Linked DNA regions of Mus musculus: region 2 is linked to region 1. Evidence: chromatin contacts called from public HiChIP or PLAC-seq data. All regions are on one chromosome and are shown on one strand. The core of a region is the stretch at or near the end of the contact, and the rest is flanking DNA. Distances in the headings are between cores, read along the strand shown.

Region 1 (3,571 bases), core at 561-3,060:
GGTTTTGTCCCCCAAAGACTTGTTTATTTTTATTTTATGTATGTGTCTGCCTGCATGTACATATTACATACATCACATGAATGCCTGGTGTCAGCAGAGGCCAGAAGAGGACATGAGATCCCTCGAAACTGGCGTTGCAGCCAGTGGTAAGCCACTATGTAGGTGCTGAGAATCAAACCCAGGTTCTCTGCAAGAGCAACCACTGAGTCTCTCCAGAGCCAACACTTCTTCCTGCTTTCCTGCCATGGGCACATGTATATGTACAACCCTCATCCATATGGTTTCATAACCTTTCTGGTCCCTATCTGTGATTACACCGCAGGGAGATGACAGTGTTTCCTCTTAGCATTAAATACCACAGTGTATGAACATCACACACCTGGGAAATGCTTCATTCCTTTGGGTTCCCCTTGTTGGTAGTAGTTGATAGTAGTCAGTAGTAGTAGGTAGTTGTCTAAAACACACTGTGTTATTTTGTCATCTAAGGCAGGGTCTGATTTTCACCTATTCTTCACAATAAGAAAAGCCACTAGAGTTGATGTCCAGAGACATGGAATTCATCTGCAAATGAATATGTGAGCTGTGTGGCTTTGACCAAGAAACCTAACCTCTCTGGGCCTCATTTATAAATGAGTAAGATTATATCTCCCTACAAATCTCTTCTTGGAGAATTCCTTCTCAAAACCAGACACTGCAGCTCTGTATACAGTAGGAGGTCACCAGCAGAAAGCTGGGTGTAGGTGCAGCTCTGTATACAGTAGGAGGTTACCAGCAGAGAGCTGGAGTGTGTGTGTGTGTGTGTGTGTGTGTGTGTGTGTGTGTGTGTGTGTGTATGTGTGTGTAAAGCAGCTACAAGGCAGGTCATTTAAGTTTTACTACCTCTCTGTCTCACACTCTTGTTTCTCGCCATGCAAGGGTGTGCAGAGCTCTTCCCACTGAGTGTCCAGGGATGCAGAGCAGAAAGTGGCAAAGGACGCACAGAGTCACACTGCCCGCTGTGGCTGCTTTCCCGGAGCTCGCTGAGAAGCACACGCACAGTGAGATTTGTCTTCTTCTGTCTTGCAGAACATGCAGCAGCCTCTTTGCGATGAAGGTCCAATTTACCCACTTCTCGTTCAAGGCTCAATTTATTGGATGCTGTAGCGTAACAGCCAGAAGGCTGGGTGAAACAGTGTGTCCCATAATAAAATTTCTAAATGATTGATAAAGATGGTGTAGGGAGACCGTGGCATCCACAGTGGTCTAATGAGATCCCCAAGCTTTGGGAAACCTCCCCCAGACACCTATGCGCTGTGTGTAGACCTCTCCATCTTTATCGAGCTGAACTGCCAACATGAACACATGCAAGCACGGATTTAACAGGCCAAGGTGGGGCCGTGCTCAGGACTCTAAGTGTTAGGAACAGCAGATCAATGGAGAGTTGTTGGAAGGAGCAGATGGAGCAGCTGTTGCTGAGTCCATTGTGGGTGGGAAGGATGTAAGGAGACGGGGGCACCAGGCCCAAGCAGCGAGCGAAACTTAGGCAGATGCTCTTGACAGTGGCTTGGGAGTGTTCTTCACGTGGGCTGGGAGTGAGGTATGCTGAAGGGGAAGGCCTGAAAGCCTAGTGATGTACTGCCAAGCAGAGAAAGAATAGTCAGGAGTCAACTGGAAGGCTAGGCAGGCTTTGCAATAATAATAATAAAACAATGATAAAAATTTTAATGCATAATAGCCAAATGATAAAAATAACCCAAATATCCATGATGGATAGAAGGGTATGACGTCATATAGCCACACGATGGAATATTAGTCAGCCATAAGAGGAAGGAAATCTTGCCACCATCTGTCACATGGGTGAACCTTGAAAGCTTTATGCTAAGTGAAGCAAGCCCAGCACAGCTAGCCAGTCACAATTTGATCCCGATCCTCTGAGAGCGAGGCACGGTCAGACACAGAGATGGAGAGGATGACAGGAGGTCCCTGGGCTGCGGGGATGAGCAGGCTGTGCTGTTTCATGGTCTCAGAGTTTCTCTTCGGGAAGATGCTTGGGCCTGGAGATGGAGGGAGGCCATGCTTTCACATCTCCATGACTGCACCTAATGCCTACATGGTTGAATCGGTGCATTTCATGTTACACATAGTTCACTGCAACAAAAAAGTGGTAGCATTTGCTTCACTCTGACACAGGTTTTCAGTGTCAAACTTTCAATATTGGATAGCGAATAACCCTGAAGAAAGAGTTGTCTGTGTATGTCTCTCACGAAGACGGAAGTTTCCAAAGTGCAGCTTGTGAGCCATTCCAAAAGTCCATGAGGTCAAATGACTTGCATAATGTTGCCAACGCAAGACGTGCCATTTGTTCTGATGGCACAAACGCAACAGTGGTGCTTAACCAGGACTGGAGATGTTTGCCACAGCCTGTACCTGCAGTCACTGTGCCCTGCTGTGCCCACAGTTTAAAAGATGCGTCCTTGATGAGCAGAACAAATGATTGGTCTAATCAGCCCCCTGGAGCACGTGTCTTTATACTATGTGGTATGACATATTGGGAGGGAATCTAGACAAAGCCTTTCTGCACTTTCCCCCAGAGCAATGGTTGCCTCGGGTGTCCAATCGAAGCAACCAATGTTTGCATAGGACATCCATCCATTCAAAAGCCTGAGTGGCATTAAAGTGAGCCTGTGCAGATGGGGTATCTGGGGACACTCACTCAAAGGGCAATGGGTAGAGCCTGTCCCTTCAAGGGGAACAAGAAGCAATATTGCTACCAATACTAAAATGCACAGAACTCCACGAAGTGGGAACCTGGACAACTCATACTCACATGTGTGTGAATTTGAGTACTTTCAATACTTAATGGGTGTCTTGGTATCATCACTGGTAGAAGAAATGAAGGTGATGATTTGGTATCAGATAATTAAACGCATCAGTCTTGAGAAAGGTCTGTGTGAGTCACCACTGCATCTTAACCCAAAATTGTATACAGGTCAGAGATCTCCTAGGCTGCAAGATGGAACCCCAGAGTTGATTTCATCTGATGCTGCAGTTGTGCTGTCATGGCCTTGGATTCTACTTGCTGTGTTTGGTATAATACCAGAGCAGAAGATCAACAGCGGTCTAGAAAGACAATGCTTGAATCTGACCCAGGCGAAGGGTTCGTTCTAAACTTCAAGAGACTTGGAAGGAAGAGCAGAGAGACAAATCCAGCCATCTCCCACTGACCCAGATAATTGCAAAGGTATCACGTCACCCCTCACTACTCTTTGCTGTCTATTTTGAAAAGCAGATATTTTGGATGGAAAATATGTATGCTAACACATAGTGGGCTGTGCACTAGATACATTGTTAAGTAAATGTGTCTTAACAATTCTGACCGTGCATTGGTTTTCTCATGAAGAGATATCAAGGTGAGCAAAAGCGTTTCAGGGCTCCTCAGGAGGTTTGGAGAGTGAAGTCAGTCTCCTCATCTGAGAGTCTGAGGTCCTCTAGGTAACACATGGTCTTTAGTGCTTAGCAAGGAATTGCAGGAATGAATGAACAAGAATGTGAAGATGTTGCTAGTTAAAAAACATATAGGGTTACCAGGACT
Region 2 (3,571 bases), core at 521-3,020, 620 kb before region 1:
CAGGAAAGCTTTCTGCAGGGCAGGCAGTGGGGGAAGGGGGAGTGAGGTGGGCATTTAGGAGCTGGCTCAGAATGGCCCTGTTAGTCTTAGGGAATTGCTTGCCCCCTACCTGCTCAGCTGGCAAGGGGTCCAGGCTAAGGCTCTATACTTGTGAGGACCCCCTCAGTAGCACTGATGCTGATGGAGAGCCTGGCCTGCAAGGGCGGGAGCTGCCCCCAGGGCTGGAGGAGAAGCAAGAATCGAGTTGCTGTGTTCCTGGACTCCCTGAGGTACTCAGGAGGCAGAGGTTTAAGAGCCAAACACTAGGCATGCTAGCTGGGTTTTCAGAATCTACTGGACTTCAAATGAGTGAGAACACCCAACAGCAGGTCCTATAGTGAAAAACCCAACTAAGACAGTTGAGATAGGTTGAGAAGTCATGGTATTGGGGTAAATTGTATGCTTCCCCAATTGTTGAAGTCCCTAGGACCTGTGAAGGAAACCCTATTTAGAAACAGCATTGCTGAAGATCAAGTTAAGATGAGGTCATGAGTGTGGGCCCTGGTCCAGCATGGCTGGTGTCCTTGAGAGCATTTGGGACATTTGGATACAACAAGCAGACGGTACCCTCTTCAAGGAGGAGTGAGAAGGACCGTGGAGACTCCAGAGCCTGCAGTGGTTTTGTAGCACCAGCTAAGACACTTCTAGCAGCTTGGAGGAGCCCTCCTTCCCTGGTACCTACATAGGAGCTTGACAGGACCCACACTTTGGTTTTGGGTCTTTTGGGCCCCCAAACTATGAGATAGTTAATGCACACCATTATGGTACATGTGTTGGGCCCTTTATTAGTGGTTGCCCAGAAAACTACCATGAGGTGATCCCTTTGAAATCTAAGTCACAGCCCATCATGATTCCAGAGGTTCTTGCTGACTCGGTCCTGATTATGGCTTATGATGTGGGTCTCAGCTTCTGTGGCCAGTCACTGCTCTAAATCCATTTCCTTAGTGCCTCTGTTGACCCTGCTGCAGCCTGACTCCAGAGTTAGCCATCCTGACTTGGCTCCCTCTTGCAGGGTCTCCCTTCGCTGAAAGTCCTTCCTCAGCCACACTGTTCCAAGCTATAATCCTTCCCACCTCACCCCGTGCTTCTTCTCTATCTTAGCTTTGCCACACTGATGTTTCAAGTATTTATTTTGTTTACTTCTGCCTCTCTGGCTAAAAGGCGGGATCTTTGTCAACTGGAATCCTTGTCTGATACACGCTGTTTGAACAGCATCTATGTGTCCTTACAAGATAATAAATACTCTTTGTATAAAGGAGACAAATAGCTACCTGAATTAATGAAGGAGCGAAGAAATGAGTGAGTGTACACTGGCTAATCACAGGCTCCAGAGATCTGCATGTCCTGGCTACCTGTGCCTGCCTATCCAGGGACTAGGTTGCCAGCCTGCTGTCTGGCAGAACACAAGCTATTTCCCAGGAAGTCTATTTGAACAGGAAGCTCAGACTGGCCAACAAAGGGGCCGGGAAGTAGTGGGTACAAGCCACATGAGTCAGGCCTCTAATGAATCTTTCCCCATTGCTAGAGTTGCTTTTGAAGGGAGGGGTACAGAGGCAGCTGAGACATTCAAAGCACAGCAGTCCTGGGAGAGGGGCTGGGGGGAGGGTATTGCTTCTCCCAGGACACAGGCCTGATGAAGGTTTCCAGATGGCTTCAGGCCTAGACCCACATAAGTTCCTTGAATTTGGAAATGCAATTTCCTTTCTTGCCAGAGCAGTCTGTCTGTCTGTCTGTTGTCTGTCTGCTTGTGTTACTGTACACTTCCCAGTCTGTTCGAGGCAGCCTGGGGAATAGCACCTACTTTGCACAGGACAAAAGTGAGGTTCAGATAGGGAAAGGACTGGATGTGACAATGCACACCAGCCAGGTGGGGGACCAGGCAGGGCTGCAACCCAGGCCCCCTAGCAGCTCATCTTTTTTTTTTTTTTTCCTTTCTTTTTTTTGGTTTTTCAAGACAGGGTTTCTCTGTGTAGAGAGGCTGTCCTGAATCTCACTTTGTAGACCAGGCTGGCCTTGAACTCAGAAATCCGCCTGCCTCTGTCTCCTGAGAGCTGGGATTAAAGGCGTGCGCCACCACACCTGGCTGCAGCTCACCGTTTTAAATGAGGAAGCTGAAGCTCCGAGAGGTTCAGGGGCCGCTTTCTCACAAAGCAAATTAGCAGAAGTTCTGCAGCCCTGAGTCATCTTTCCTAGCCTTGTGCTTTTTGCAAGATGTCATGAAGAGGGTGGGGAACTTTCTGGGCATGGTGGTGACTGACTTGTCACCCAGGTGTGTAAGTTGAGGGTGGCAGCAGCGATGGCAATGGGGTGGGGTAAGAGTGGGGAAAATAAGGAGTCCTGTCTAAAGGCCTTGCTGCTTGGGGTGCCAGAGAAGGAGAGATCAGCAATGGGCTGAGCAGGAGAGCATGCCCTGACTCCTCTGTGTTCTGGGCAGACAACTCGGCAGGCCCGTGAGCTTTGCCAGGAAACTGCTACCTGGTGCCATCTTCCCCTCTTCTCCCTGTCTGGGGTGAGAAGGAGCTCTCCGGGCGGGCTGCCTGCTTCTTATCGGTGCCATTTCCCACAGCGGCTTCTTCCTCTCCCCAGTGTGGTCCCAGATGTCCCCCACCTCCAAGGGTTCTGGACGTGAGCAGACAGGCCATGCAGGAATGTCTGTCTGGGCAAAATCTGAAGGTGGCCGCCAGGGCGGGGCGCCGGGTAGGAGGCTCGATGTTGAAATCAGGCTCCTTGGAGCTGAGCTCAGCTGAGCAGCAGATGTCTGACAGGGAGAAAGCTCTGTGGGCCTGCTGGGGGACCAAGGGCAGGTCGCCGTCCTTTTCTGGGCCCTGGTTTCCTTCCATCACCAGGGAAGTCAGCTAGTGTGGATTCTGTACCTTTCTTTGTGATGAAGGGCACTGGCTTCCTTAAGTCTAGCTGGGTAAGGTCACCATTGGGGTGACCTTGCTCATGCCCTGGGAAGGTGGCATGGGGCCAGGCAAGAGACTCCCAATACACATCGTGCTGTCAAGACCAAGAAGCTGCCTCTAAAGGAGCCAACATGCCACACTTCTTTGCCTTTCCCTTTCCCGGAGCTTATTAATGAGGTTCTAATTCTCTTAGACCAGGTACTCCATAAAGGCAGCAAAGCAGCTCTATCTATTTTGTTCACTTCTGCATCCTTGATGATTTTGTGCCTGGACCAAGACAGGTACCGGACAAATGATTATCGAAAGACTAATGGAGAGCTACCAACTTATTAGTTTACTGGTAGGATGTCAGCTCTACCCTTTACTGTCTATATTCTACGACTAATGTCCAATAAACGACACGTATTATTTTTAGGATTAAAAATGCATAACCAACTTTCATTTTAAACTTAGTAGAATCTAAAGTAAAGACTCCCCTCCCCCCACCTTTTCTGAAAAGTGCTATATACCGTATTCATAACCAGGGTATCAAGCATGAAACAATTTCTTAGCACCAACCGACTTTCAGAAGCCTGGCGTATTGGCGGCTCAGGGTGAGGTACGGCCAGTTGAAATGCTGAAGAGCT

What was found. HiChIP or PLAC-seq counts read pairs in DNA pulled down with a chosen protein or histone mark.
Region 2: a contact with region 1 is called in an H3K4me3 HiChIP or PLAC-seq map of bone marrow-derived macrophages, with 3 times the contacts expected there. The contact joins two enhancer-like sites. A contact is called at or near these places in 1 of 39 promoter capture datasets (embryonic stem cells), 11 of 115 datasets of contacts at active chromatin or transcription factors (T-cell acute lymphoblastic leukemia, bone marrow-derived macrophages, embryonic basal ganglia and 4 more) and 2 of 9 other capture datasets (embryonic stem cells and embryonic tail).

What each region holds. Positions count from the first base shown.
Region 1 is chr14:24,976,085-24,979,655 of GRCm38.p6, reverse strand. It overlaps Gm41111 (a long non-coding RNA gene), which reads left to right. Exons shown (of 3, transcript XR_874422.2): 3 at 1,066-3,571. Among named protein-coding and RNA genes, the nearest start is that of Gm41111, 4.8 kb to the left of the region's middle. Within about 2 kb of position 1,810, at least 1 of the 459 cell types and tissues checked has an H3K27ac peak or open chromatin away from gene starts, as enhancers often do. A contact at or near this core is called in bone marrow-derived macrophages, where this site is marked.
Region 2 is chr14:25,599,195-25,602,765 of GRCm38.p6, reverse strand. The region is part of intron 6 of Zmiz1 (zinc finger, MIZ-type containing 1); the gene reads right to left. Among named protein-coding and RNA genes, the nearest start is that of Gm45915, 2.5 kb to the left of the region's middle. Within about 2 kb of position 1,770, at least 57 of the 459 cell types and tissues checked have an H3K27ac peak or open chromatin away from gene starts, as enhancers often do. A contact at or near this core is called in bone marrow-derived macrophages, where this site is marked.